Linked DNA regions of Sus scrofa: regions 2, 3 and 4 are each linked to region 1. Evidence: chromatin contacts called from public Hi-C and HiChIP or PLAC-seq data. All regions are on one chromosome and are shown on one strand. The core of a region is the stretch at or near the end of the contact, and the rest is flanking DNA. Distances in the headings are between cores, read along the strand shown. Region 1 overlaps RUNX2 (runt-related transcription factor 2). Region 2 has its middle 280 kb from the start of SUPT3H. Region 3 has its middle 250 kb from the start of SUPT3H. Region 4 has its middle 200 kb from the start of SUPT3H.

What was found. A called contact is a pair of places that touch in the nucleus more often than the background predicts. HiChIP or PLAC-seq counts read pairs in DNA pulled down with a chosen protein or histone mark.
Region 2: an H3K27ac HiChIP or PLAC-seq map of alveolar macrophages shows a contact between it and region 1. The contact joins two enhancer-like sites. A contact is called at or near these places in 1 of 47 Hi-C or Micro-C datasets (embryonic fibroblasts) and 1 of 2 datasets of contacts at active chromatin or transcription factors (alveolar macrophages).
Region 3: a contact with region 1 is called in an H3K27ac HiChIP or PLAC-seq map of alveolar macrophages. The contact joins two enhancer-like sites. A contact is called at or near these places in 1 of 47 Hi-C or Micro-C datasets (embryonic fibroblasts) and 1 of 2 datasets of contacts at active chromatin or transcription factors (alveolar macrophages).
Region 4: a contact with region 1 is called in a Hi-C map of alveolar macrophages, with 1.7 times the contacts expected there. The contact joins two enhancer-like sites. A contact is called at or near these places in 7 of 47 Hi-C or Micro-C datasets (alveolar macrophages, blood, embryonic fibroblasts and 3 more) and 1 of 2 datasets of contacts at active chromatin or transcription factors (alveolar macrophages).

Annotation. Positions count from the first base shown.
Region 1 is chr7:40,203,927-40,206,772 of Sscrofa11.1, forward strand. RUNX2 (runt-related transcription factor 2) reads left to right here. Exons shown (of 8, transcript XM_005666074.3): 3 at 2,002-2,363. Among named protein-coding and RNA genes, the nearest start is that of SUPT3H, 44 kb to the left of the region's middle. Within about 2 kb of position 1,480, at least 39 of the 83 cell types and tissues checked have an H3K27ac peak or open chromatin away from gene starts, as enhancers often do. A contact at or near this core is called in alveolar macrophages and skeletal muscle, where this site is marked.
Region 2 is chr7:40,443,414-40,446,259 of Sscrofa11.1, forward strand. No RefSeq gene overlaps it. Among named protein-coding and RNA genes, the nearest start is that of SUPT3H, 280 kb to the left of the region's middle. Within about 2 kb of position 1,503, at least 11 of the 83 cell types and tissues checked have an H3K27ac peak or open chromatin away from gene starts, as enhancers often do. A contact at or near this core is called in alveolar macrophages, where this site is marked.
Region 3 is chr7:40,409,168-40,412,013 of Sscrofa11.1, forward strand. No RefSeq gene overlaps it. Among named protein-coding and RNA genes, the nearest start is that of SUPT3H, 250 kb to the left of the region's middle. Within about 2 kb of position 1,349, at least 9 of the 83 cell types and tissues checked have an H3K27ac peak or open chromatin away from gene starts, as enhancers often do. A contact at or near this core is called in alveolar macrophages, where this site is marked.
Region 4 is chr7:40,356,541-40,359,386 of Sscrofa11.1, forward strand. No RefSeq gene overlaps it. Among named protein-coding and RNA genes, the nearest start is that of SUPT3H, 200 kb to the left of the region's middle. Within about 2 kb of position 1,416, at least 34 of the 83 cell types and tissues checked have an H3K27ac peak or open chromatin away from gene starts, as enhancers often do. A contact at or near this core is called in alveolar macrophages and skeletal muscle, where this site is marked.

The DNA of each region.
Region 1 (2,846 bases), core at 230-2,729:
TTAGGAATCTCTGGCAACTGAGGATTCTTCTTGCAAACACGTTTTCAAGCTTTGCGAGGTTTAAAGGAGATTGACAGCAAGTATTCTAGGAGGAGGGGAAACGGCCCTGTGCCCCCTTCTTAGGGGTGCGATACCCTCAAGCGGATTTCCCGGCTTCTGCGGGCGCCGCACATTGTTTTATTTGTTTTGAAGGCTCAGAGTTTGAGGCTGGTCGGAGACACCCACGTGCTTCTGACTCTCATCAGTGTAATGATCGCCTTAGCCAGAGTCGTGTCTATATAAACCACAAAAACCTAATCATTAGAAATCCCAGCCTCCAAAAACCACATTTTAGGTAAAACTGCCGCCTTTTTTCTGCGCTCCTTCATCCTTTCGACCACAACTTTTGGGGGGATCCAAAGTCGCTTTTTAAACCCACACTGGGAAATAAATACATAAATAAATAGCCATCGAAGCATTTTGAATATTTTATTTCGTATTTTAATTTTTTTTCCTTGGGAGTGGTGGTGGTGGTGGGGAAGTTAAGACATTAGACCAAGTTTTAGATGCAGAATAGACTTATTAATAGATTGAGATTCATGGAAAACTGCTGGGGTTCCCCCCCTCCCCGCAAGGGTTTTAGCAACTTATTTTAATCATCAAGTTGATAGTTTTCCAGTCCTTAAAGAAACTCATCCTTGTTCTCTAGGAACAAGTTTGAATATAGAAGAAAAAAGTGTCCGGCTACCCACAGTTTGAGTTTCTAAAAACGATTTTGACAAATGTCCCCTCCATCCCAATTTTTTTGAGTCGCTTAAGACAAAAAACACCCAAACTCTGTAAAATCTTTTTTTTAACCCCTCTTGGGAGCCGCTCCGGCAGAGGTGGGGGGGGGATGGGGTGGGGGAAGGGTGAAGAGTGCTGAGAAGTCAGCACAGACGCTCAAGAATTTTCCTTCTTCCTCTCCTGAAGTTACAACGAAAAATAACGACAGGCAGATCAGCCGGCAGGCTCTCTGGCGTCTCAGCATCAACCTCCTCCGACCAAGAGGGGGTTCCTGGTTCTAGGGGGGAGGGGGGTGAGAAGCAAGAGGACGCGACCAGGCGAGATCCCCCTAGACCCGGGCCGCCTCTCTCGGCTTCGGAAGCTGCACGCCGCGTCCCGGGGGCTACTTCTCGCGGCCGGCGGGCGGCGGCAGCGGCTGAGATTCGCAGGCTCGAGATCCGCTGCCCCGAGATCCGCTGCCCGCGACTTACCTCCTGGCGCCTCGAAGCGCGAGGGTCAGGGGAGCTTTGCAAAGAGCTGGAGGGAGTGGATGCGAGGAGGGAGCGGTGAGAGGGCGAGAAGAGGAGAAGGGAAAGGAAGGAGCCGAGCCGGGGAGCCGGGCTGGCAGCCGCCGCGGGAGGAATCTGAGTGTGCAGCCGGCGCGGGGGGAGCGGCAGCCGCAGCAGAGCGGCGGCGGCAGCAGCGGCGCGGGCGGGCGGGCGGCGCGGCGCGGACGCCAGCAGCTGCGTAGCTGCTCGTGGCGCGGCGCGGCGGTGGCGGGCAGCGCGCGGCGATGCTGGCCTCTGGGTTGGACTGCTGAACCCACTGGGCTCAACCGCCGGACTCGAACTGGGAGGGGGCGCCAGCGCACCCAGGACGCGGTGCCCCAAGGGACCCCACTCCAAGCTGCTGCGAAGTGAAGTCTCCCGCCTGCCCGAGCCAAACACATCCTGGTGCCCGTTCGCAGCTGCCACCCCGGGTGTTTCAAGGGCTCCAGCAAGATCTGCGCCTCCCGGGTCTCGTCACCCGCCAACCCGATTGCTCCGCACCGCCACCGCTGGCCCCCGTCAGACTCCGCCCGGCAGTCTGCTTCATCGAACTTGATTTCTCACCTCCTCAGCCCCATCACCTCCATCCCCTTTCCCCCGTCTCGCCTCCACCCCCCCAATTTCCTCCTCCTCGCCCCTCATTCCACCCTCCTCCCCCTCCCCCGGCCACTTCGCTAACTTGTGGCTGTTGTGATGCGTATTCCCGTAGATCCGAGCACCAGCCGGCGCTTCAGCCCCCCCTCCAGCAGCCTGCAGCCCGGCAAGATGAGCGACGTGAGCCCGGTGGTGGCTGCGCAACAGCAGCAGCAGCAACAACAGCAGCAGCAGCAGCAGCAGCAACAGCAGCAACAGCAGCAGCAGGAGGCAGCGGCAGCGGCGGCGGCGGCGGCGGCGGCGGCGGCAGCGGCAGCCGCCGTGCCCCGGTTGCGGCCGCCGCACGACAACCGCACCATGGTGGAGATCATCGCTGACCACCCGGCCGAACTCGTCCGCACCGACAGCCCCAACTTCCTGTGCTCTGTGCTGCCCTCGCACTGGCGTTGCAACAAGACCCTGCCCGTGGCCTTCAAGGTAAGAAGCTGCGGCCGCCCCCCCACCCCCCGCCCCCTGCCCGGAGCCGCGGGACCTGCCTGCTAGCGTTTCCGTGCCCGCGGGGGCCCGAGCCCGGACCCGTACTGCCTCCAAGGTTCCTATCTTGGTGGCTCGGACCCGAAGGAACGCCGTCTGGCCCTCTTCCTCCGGATCTGCCAGCGGGCTCCGGGCGTAGTGACCCCGTGCAGATAGATCCTTCCCTCTCCCACCTGTGCCCGCAGCCATCACCTCAACCCTGGTTCTCTTTATCCGTTCATCACCCGTGGAGCCTGCCGGCCAACATTCTGACCCACTTCTCCGAGCCGTCTTACCTCCCCCAGGAGCCCCCAGGTGCCCACTCTCCGAGCTGCGGCCCGAACTTGCTCCACCCCGCCCCCACTCCAGGGTATCGCCAGCGTTCTCCCCACGGACTCCCGCGTCCCTCTCCCCAGCATCCCTGCCCGCCCTGCGCCTCAGGCTGCC
Region 2 (2,846 bases), core at 253-2,752, 240 kb after region 1:
AGGAGAGGGGATGTGACTTCAAGGCACAAAGGGCCTCATTTTCCTCCATGACTCCCTGGGTATCTACCCTGAGTGTTCTGCATTTGAAAGAGAAGCCTGGAGACACTGGCCCCCAAACCTCACCAGGACCTTTAGAAATTCTCTGCTCTATTGATAAAAGGCGACATCTTTTTTGGTCCCACAGAAGGGGTGTTAATGCACCCCAAGGATGGTAATTCCTTGCCGTTCACCTGGCACACCAGAGTTTGCAAAAAGCTGCCACATGTGCGAAACGTGAGGCCAGGCTCCACAAACGCTTAGCAGTTTCAGCACTACCATTCATTAACGGGATTAAATTAATAAATTAATTAAAGCAATTAAATTAAGTAATGAAGTATAGGTGATTTGAAATATTATATTAGTTTCAGGTGTGCAGCAGAGTGATTCAGTATTTTGACAGATCATCCTCCATTAAAAGTTAGGACAAAATAATGGCAGTAATTCCCTGTGCTGTCCGCTATGTCCTTATCGCTTATCTATTTTTTCCCACGGTAGTTTGCCTCTCTTAATCCTCTGCCCCTAAGTTGTCCCTACCCCATCTTTCTTTTTCTCACTCGTAACCACTGGTTCGTTCTTTGTAACTGTGAGTCTGATTCTTTTGGGTATATTTACTGGCTTATGTTATTTGTAGATTCCACATTCAAGTGCTATCATACAGTATTTGTCTTTCTCTGTCTGACATTTCACTTAGCATAATATCACTATCGCTCCATCCATGTTGCTGCAGACAGCACAATTTCATTCTTTTTCATGGCTGGGTGAATGCTCTTCATTTTAATTGTAAAATCTGTTGAAAGATGTTATTGATCCAAGCCCTTCTCTCCCAACTCTGAGAGGAATTATAAACCATCAGTAGCAGAGACTGGTCGTCATTGGTCTCTGCTAGCAAAGTCCCAGTCCTGGCAGTCAGATAATTCACATGTGAAATCATAATCACTCGGCTTTGCTTGGTTATTTCAGATTTATTGTCAACATCAGTAACATTGAACAGATGCATCCACCCGCCAACCTGATCCAGCTCACTTGGTCCTTTCACGGCACGGTCTAGACCCCCAGATCTTCTCAGGACAGTGGAAACCTGAGCAGTGATCTTCTTTCTCCTCCCCGCCTCTTCTCATTGCCCCCTCCCCTGCCCCGTTCTTTAAACACCCCAAACATAAAGACCAACAGACATCATACAAGAGAGCTTAATTCTGCAAAAGAAGTGAAAGGCACTCTCTGTACTTCTAGAAAATATGAATATCCTGATTCAATATACATCCTCATCTCCTCTAAGTGTGGGGCAATAGGCAGGGTAAGTTGGGGGATGGGCGGGGGAGGCTTATGAATTTTCGTCCTCAGTTACTCAACCGAGAGATGCTTTTCAGGGTGTTCCAGAAGGGAGGGGGGGGCACTGCAAGTCATACCATGTGTCACAGTGCCTCCCGTTGACTCATGGCCAGATCTTGAGAAAAATTCGCAGAAGTCAGGAAATTCCCGGCGAATGCTCTCATCTCACCCTCTGCTGACCCTGCAGGGAGAGCGTAGGTAGGGTCAGGGAAGTGTTTAAAAAAGGAAAAATCAGAGCCTTTCTGCTGCTTCTGCATGCTGGGGGCAGGGCAGAGTCCTCACAGATGCAGTATCGTCCTTGGGCCCCAGTGTCCTGGGGCGGCCAGCGTGGTCTGTGGCTTCATTCTTGACTTTTATTTTTGCAAGAGCGTTTCCCTCTCTCCTTGGCTTTGTTTCCCCTTGGAGAACAATGTCTTTCCTTCTGGGCTAAGCAAGATGCCCGAGACGTCCCCTTCCAATGGCCAGGGCCAAGTTTAAAGTTGGGGCTGCTCCTTTGAGCTTTGTGTATAATTGGACCTGGCACAAAGGCTTATCATTAGGAGGGATGGCATGACAGGAAGAAAAGGGAAAGCTCGGACTCAAATTAGAAAAGTTTTCCCCGGGAGAGACACAGCGGCACTGCTGGGAGGTCTGACATCCAAGGAATTTTTGAGAGAAAGGACGGGGCAGTAAGGGAACTCGGAGAGCCATCTCTTCGGAAGCTTTGCTTCGAAGTTCGGGGGCAGGGGAGGGGGTGGGATTGTGTTATAGGTGGCAACAGATGCCAGAGGCATCAGATGTGCAGAATGAGGGTCCTTCTAGGGGGGTGCGGAATGCTGAGAACGACAGGGTCATCTGTCTCCTAGATGTTTACCAAGCATGTCCAAAGCTGGCATTGCCACTTTGATCAGAGGTCAGTGGAGGGTCCGGAGGGATGCTGAGCCCTCTCGTCCGCTGGGCTGCTGACTCAGGGAACACCCTGGTCAGACCCTTGCTGCTTCTGGCCTTGGGAAATCGGGCCATCGCCCCACCCTCCTTCCCAGATGGGGTGCCCCTCTGCTTCCTTGTTCCCCATGGGTAAACAGCTTGGCATTGTCACAAACACAAGCCAGGGGGGTTGGGGGTCTTCTTCCCTGAGATGCTGGTCCAGCTGAGCTGGTGAGGGGACACATGTGTGTCTACCTGCCCCACCCCAGGGGGTCTTGGAGCCTAGTCGTGTGAACAGGACCCAGGGCCCCCAGGTGCCAGGCACAGCTGTCCTGGCCTCTCGCTCCCCCTGTGGATTTGCATCTGGGAGCTGGCAGTGCGGGGGCTCCAGTGATCTCCACTCCCAGCCAGACTGTCCCTCCCTTTTCACATTCTTGGTGGCGTCCCAGCTCTGTGGGACCCTGGGTTCTAAAACCTTTGGGTTGGTTCAGACTACCCAGCTGGCTCCACTCTGAACTCCTGGCCTTGTTAAAGCCCCAATGCTGTCTTTTACAGCCTGGCTCTTTCCATCA
Region 3 (2,846 bases), core at 99-2,598, 210 kb after region 1:
GCTTCTCGCACTAACCTGCTTCTGGGTTTGGGGTCAGAAGGGCATATTTTCCAGGCCTTTCTACTTTTCCAGAGGTTTAATTGCCCATGATGGAGTCCTGGGGACTTTCTGTTAAGTGTTCTGACAAGGTGAAGATGGTTACACGGATGAGAAAAAAGCTGTGTTGTGGGATTTCAGAAAACACACCCCCGCAGGCAGTTTTTTGCATTTCATGGTAATGGCAGTAACAAAGTTTCCTATTTATTCTCTGACATTCTCGAAGGAATTTGGAAGACTTGCCTGATGTTATCATCTCTGTATTTATAGGACACCATCAGTTCGGCAGGCAGGGTGGGGGTTATTAACGACCTCTCTTATTTGGCCTTCTACCTTCCCAAATGTTATCACCAAGAGGGGGAAACAGAGGTATTCCCTGCTTACGTAAAGTTCAAGAGCCCCTCCAGGGTCAGAACTGGAGATCACAAGCTTGGGGTCTAGGTTAATAGGCTGTCACTGTAAGTTTCACCCCACCCAGTGAAGCTAAAACTCCTAAGGGCATCTGAGGCTTGGTTCCAGATTCTGAGGTGTGTCTCACATCTCAAACGAACCCATCATGACCTTTGCACAGGGCTGGCCTTGAGTCTGATTGGAGTCACCTCATTTCCAAGGCATTTTCAGCCCTTGAGGGTTCACTCACTGCTGTGTTTTCCTGCCTTTTCCCATGGACGATGGTCCTGGAGCCATTTGGATCAACCCAATTGAGTTTTTGCTATCTCCCCTGCCCTGTTTTCCGGGATCTTCATGACCACGGATGAATTTATCCTGGGGAATCTTGCTTTTTCCACTCACTTTGCCAAATCCAGCATGGCTCCTAGCATACGGATTAGATGGGCATCCCCCCGTTTTTTTTTTTTTTTTTTTTTTTTTTTGACTCATCCTTGAAATAGCTGTCGGATCCCATCTCTTGGAGAGAAGACAGGTAGAGCGTCGACACACACTTCAACCTGCACATATGGCAGGCGGGCAGGCTGACGAGAGTGGAATTCCTGGACCGGTTCCTTGGTCTGTGTTCTCTGGGGATTGCTTGTTGAATAACTCCACATCACATCACTCCACAGATAAGGAAGATGTCATCCCCATGGCATCTCTGATTTCGGCACAAGCTTCAGAAAATCCCAAGCAGCTAATCTAGAACATGATGGCTTAAGCCGCTATAATCACCAGCCAACTTTGAACATGTGCCATGCACATGGAGACTATCCTATGCACTCTTTCCCAATTCCTATAGGAGGCGCTAGAGCTGGACACCTGGGAGGCAGCCTTGGCAATGCCTGCAGGGTGGAGTCTTCCAAAGGCACTGGGCTGTGACAGTAGGGCTTCCTGGAAAAGGCCCTTGAGTCATTCTTCCCCACCAGCAAGTCCCCTCTCTAGGGAGGAAGTCTCCTTCTCTGTCAAATGGAAACCTGTCTGGCTGGGAAGGATCTTGACTACTGGGGGAAATGGAGCCAGGAGCCAATGGAGGCAGGCTGGACCAATGGGTCAAACCAACGAACAAGAGAAAGTTTAATGGGAAGAGATTTAACATCCTAGACACAGGCTTAGGAAACAACTGTGCCAGGCAGGAATGGAGAAGTGCTGAGCTGGCAGAAGGACTTGGGCAGAGATGTAGGACATTTCAGTTAGTTGCAATGGAGGAATGAGAATTCTGAAAAAGCAGGTGTAAACAGAGGCTGTCTTAGTAGAACTACAGTCCTCAAAACAAGAGAGTTAATAGTTATGTTGGTCAGACCAGTGTTAGAGACTGGTTTGGGGCCTCATGCTTAAGAGCACAGTGGTATTCTGGAATGTTTTTGGGAAGGATCTTTTCAAACTCTGCCCCCAAGACCCAACCCCCAGTTGGTCACATTGCTTCCTCATAGCAACCCGAGAAAATTTTATTTAGCACTATATAATACACTCACATGGTTAAAAAAGGAAAACAGCCAACTAACTAACCAACTAACCCACCAGCCAACCAAACTAACAAAAGTAGAAAAGCAAATACAAATGCAGGGAAAAGGCTCCCTCTCCCCCTTGTACTCTGAAAGGGAATGTTTGGCAGGGTCCTTAGAGCATGGTCTCTGAAGTCATGCTGCTTCGATTTGTATGGCATTCCTGCTGCTCACTGGCTGTGTGACCTTAGGCAATTTACTTAACCTCTCTGAGCCCCAGCATCCTCATCTGAAAAATAGGAAGAATGAGGCAGGATTGCTGTGAAGATAAAATGGGTTCCCGCATGTAAAGAACACAGAGTAGCTCCTGGCAGGCAGTAACTTCCATGTACGTGTTAGCTTTCTTTACTCCCATCATCCTCTGCTTCATTGTTCCTGAATCCCCTTAAGTAAACTTTACTTTTTTAAGTGTCTTGTATATTCTTTCAGCGTTCCTTGATGCACATATAAGCAGCTATGAACATAGTTCTTATTTTTTCTCATTTTAAAACATCCTAAAGATACTATATGGCGCAACATTATTCAATAACATTTTTTTGTCCCTTTCCTTTCATTTGATAGTATATCTTGGAGGTTTCTCCACATCAGGACAATGAGAACTTCCTCATTCTTTTTTGCAGCTGCACATATAAGGAAGGACTGTCTAACAATTAGAGCTTGTTTTAAAATAGAACTCTGTCACTGGGAGCATTCAGGCGAAGACTAGACAGAAATGATGGAGCCAGGATTTATGTGTCAGCGAAGGGGTCGGGCTAGAATACTTCTACTGTTCTTCCAACGGAGATTTCCTGATCCTACCTTAAGTTTTCCCAAGAAGTAAAGAGCAGTTTTAAAAACTCCAGAAACAACATTGTTCTTTTGTGTCTCTGACTGGGT
Region 4 (2,846 bases), core at 166-2,665, 150 kb after region 1:
TCCCAAGTTACAAAGAAGCAATTACTCTTCTTCCGACAGGTTATTTAGAAGGGACAGGAGACACTGGATGCTCCCTGAGAGCTCAGGGCCACGGCGAGGCTGACGTGTAAGAGGGGATTATTATTAATTTTTGTAAAGCTTTTCTTCAGAAGGGCTCTGTGATTCAGCCCGCTCTGCTGTCCGGACCTGCACAGCCACTTGGAAAGCAGAAGGATCGAGTTTCTGGAAACCCACTGAACTTGTACCAAAAACCTATTTCCATTTTGTTTTCTTCTTATCTTGTTGCAGTGGTATCTGATCACTCAGTGGGGTTTTCTGAAAAAAACTGCTTTATGTTTTAGCCTTGCAAAGGTAGCTCACATTGTGATGGCTATCTTTTTGTCCCAGATCCTTCTGTGTCACTCACAGCACTAAGGAAGGAAGAAGTCCCCCCTCCCCCTCCCTGCAGCCTCGCCCCAACCTGTCATCCTTATAGAGAAACTAAGACCCTCCAGCAAAATGCCAAAAGGCCGGGCGGGGCCGCAAGGGAAAGACAAGCAAAATTTCTTCCACACAAGCCCCTCGATAATGTTGTCTTCACAACATTAAAGGAGGCCAGAACACAAAATTGCCACTAGGTCTCATGTGGCCTTGGACTCCTTCTGCCCTGGGACAGTTCTCCCAGAGAACCCTTAGTACCAGAGTTAGCCCGGAGGTGGGCATGGAAGTCAGACAGACTCAATATAGTCAGGAGATCCAGGATATAGCGGCAGACCTAAATGGGGTGGAGGGTGGGTGTTTGAGAGCAGAGGGTACCAGGAACTCCTAAAATGCAACCGGATGAGGGATTGATGTAAATGTGCAAATGTATTATTTAAAAACTGCCAAAGGCAAACACACAAAACCACGTGACATGCATAATGGCGGGAGCCCTTAATACAGCGGTTTTATGATTTAAATCTCCTTGGACATCCTTTCCTTCCTACATTAGGTCATTCACTTTTTTTTTTTTTTTTTTTTTTAATAACTGCATCCATCTCTGACAGTGCAATGACTCTAGCCAGTTTCACTTTCTGTTTCTCTGTGAGTTTCTCTCCATTCTTCTGCCCCGAAAGGAGAGGAGTCTTTCGTGGGAATCATGACACCTTCTAACCATGCCTTAGCCCGGTTCTGTTTTTCTCTAACAGTCACTGAATACTGTAATCTTGAAAATCGTAGTAACCTTTCTCCCTTTTAGCAGTGTGCTCAGAGGGCCTTTCTGGGTGTGGATGTGGAGGCATAGAAAATCTGACTTGAGATCTGATTAGTGGTTTCCCAGATGAGAAATGCAGAGATTATGATGAAATATAATTCTCCACGACAACTTCTCGGGCACACTGTGAACTCAGATTGTGCTGGGAGGGGCTGATGGACCAGCTTTCATTCCTCATGGGCATCAGAGGGAAAGAGAAGCATCCAAGGGGAAAAAGCCAAGGGTGGAACTTTAGCAAGGAGTTAAGTGGTTAATAGGAATTCAGTTTTTTTTTTTTTTTCTTTATTGGCTAATAAAACCTCTCTGGGTTTTTTTCATATTACATGGTTCCTCGCCCAATGCTTAAAAAAAGCAAAAGACGAAAACAACAACAAAAAAAGCTGGAGCCTGAAGACCCAGGCAGCCCCAGTCTTGTTTACTTTTTCATTTCCGCAGTTGTAAAAAAAAAAAAAAAATTTCCTCTGGTAGTTCAACTTTATCACACTGCGTGAGCGGGTCAGTGTTTGAACCACGCCAGTGATTCCTGCCTCCCAGGGAAAGGAAAAAGTATGCTCTGTCTCTCTGTTTCAGACAGAGGAGACCACGATGCAAATGACAGATGCATTGGGGCAAATTTTAAAATGAAAGCCTGGGGAGTGGGGGGTGTGGGATGAGAGGTGGGGTGGGTTGGAGGGGCTCTGGAATCCTGGATGCAAATATCTCTGTGTCCTTTTTATGGCCAGTGGTGCTGTTCTCCCGACAGAGCAGGATGTTCTTGTTTTTAATAATAGCCAGACCAGATGCTGAATTCTCCTCGGCAACATGCTGGATAAGTGAGAAGGCGAACAGCTGACTCCTGTTAAGATGAACACCAGGAGAATAAGCCAGAAAGTATGAGAAGTCTCTGGAGATTTTTGCTTTGTAAACCCCCGTTTGGCAGAAAGATCACAGAATCCGAGCTGAAAACACAGTGTGTCCTGCTGCACCCGTGCCTCCTCTGAGCCGCTTGTTGGAGGCCTTTGAGCCTCCTGCCTTCTGGCCATCCAGTCCTTTTCTGAGTTACCCAGAGGACAGGCTCCAAGGTCCCCCAAGAGGGAAAGTCAGAAGCCCGGAGCCCTTTGGCTTTCATTGACTATTAAAAAAAAATACTCATCAATAGAAGGAATTTTTTTTACTTGCTCCTTGCCATAGAAAATAGTGAAATCCTGAACCCGAGCCAGTAATTTAAAAATGGCATCTTTGTTCCATTTTTTTTTTCACTCCCTTTTTCCCTCTGTCAGAGTCCATCAAATCTCTGAGTTATTATTTTGTTTTAGAATACTCCACGCATGGAAGATGCTGCTTTCTTCTTGCCCAGAGCCAAAGCAGGGCTCTGTGGGGCAGGCTGACCAGAGCAGACAGGGACAGGGCTGCACATCGCTGCGGGCTCATGCCACCCAGAAGTGGCTTCCCAGAGAGCAGGGGGGTCCAGTGCTCCCTGACAGTCTCTCCCTGGGGCTCTGCTACCACGCCTGCAGGAGTGAGAGAAGGAAGGATCTTAGGGGTAGATAGAGAAGGTCGTTGGGTTATTCCAGAAGTCTTCTCTGGAACCTTTCCTCTTCCCATTCTCCTCCTAAAACCTTGAACTTCCTTTCCC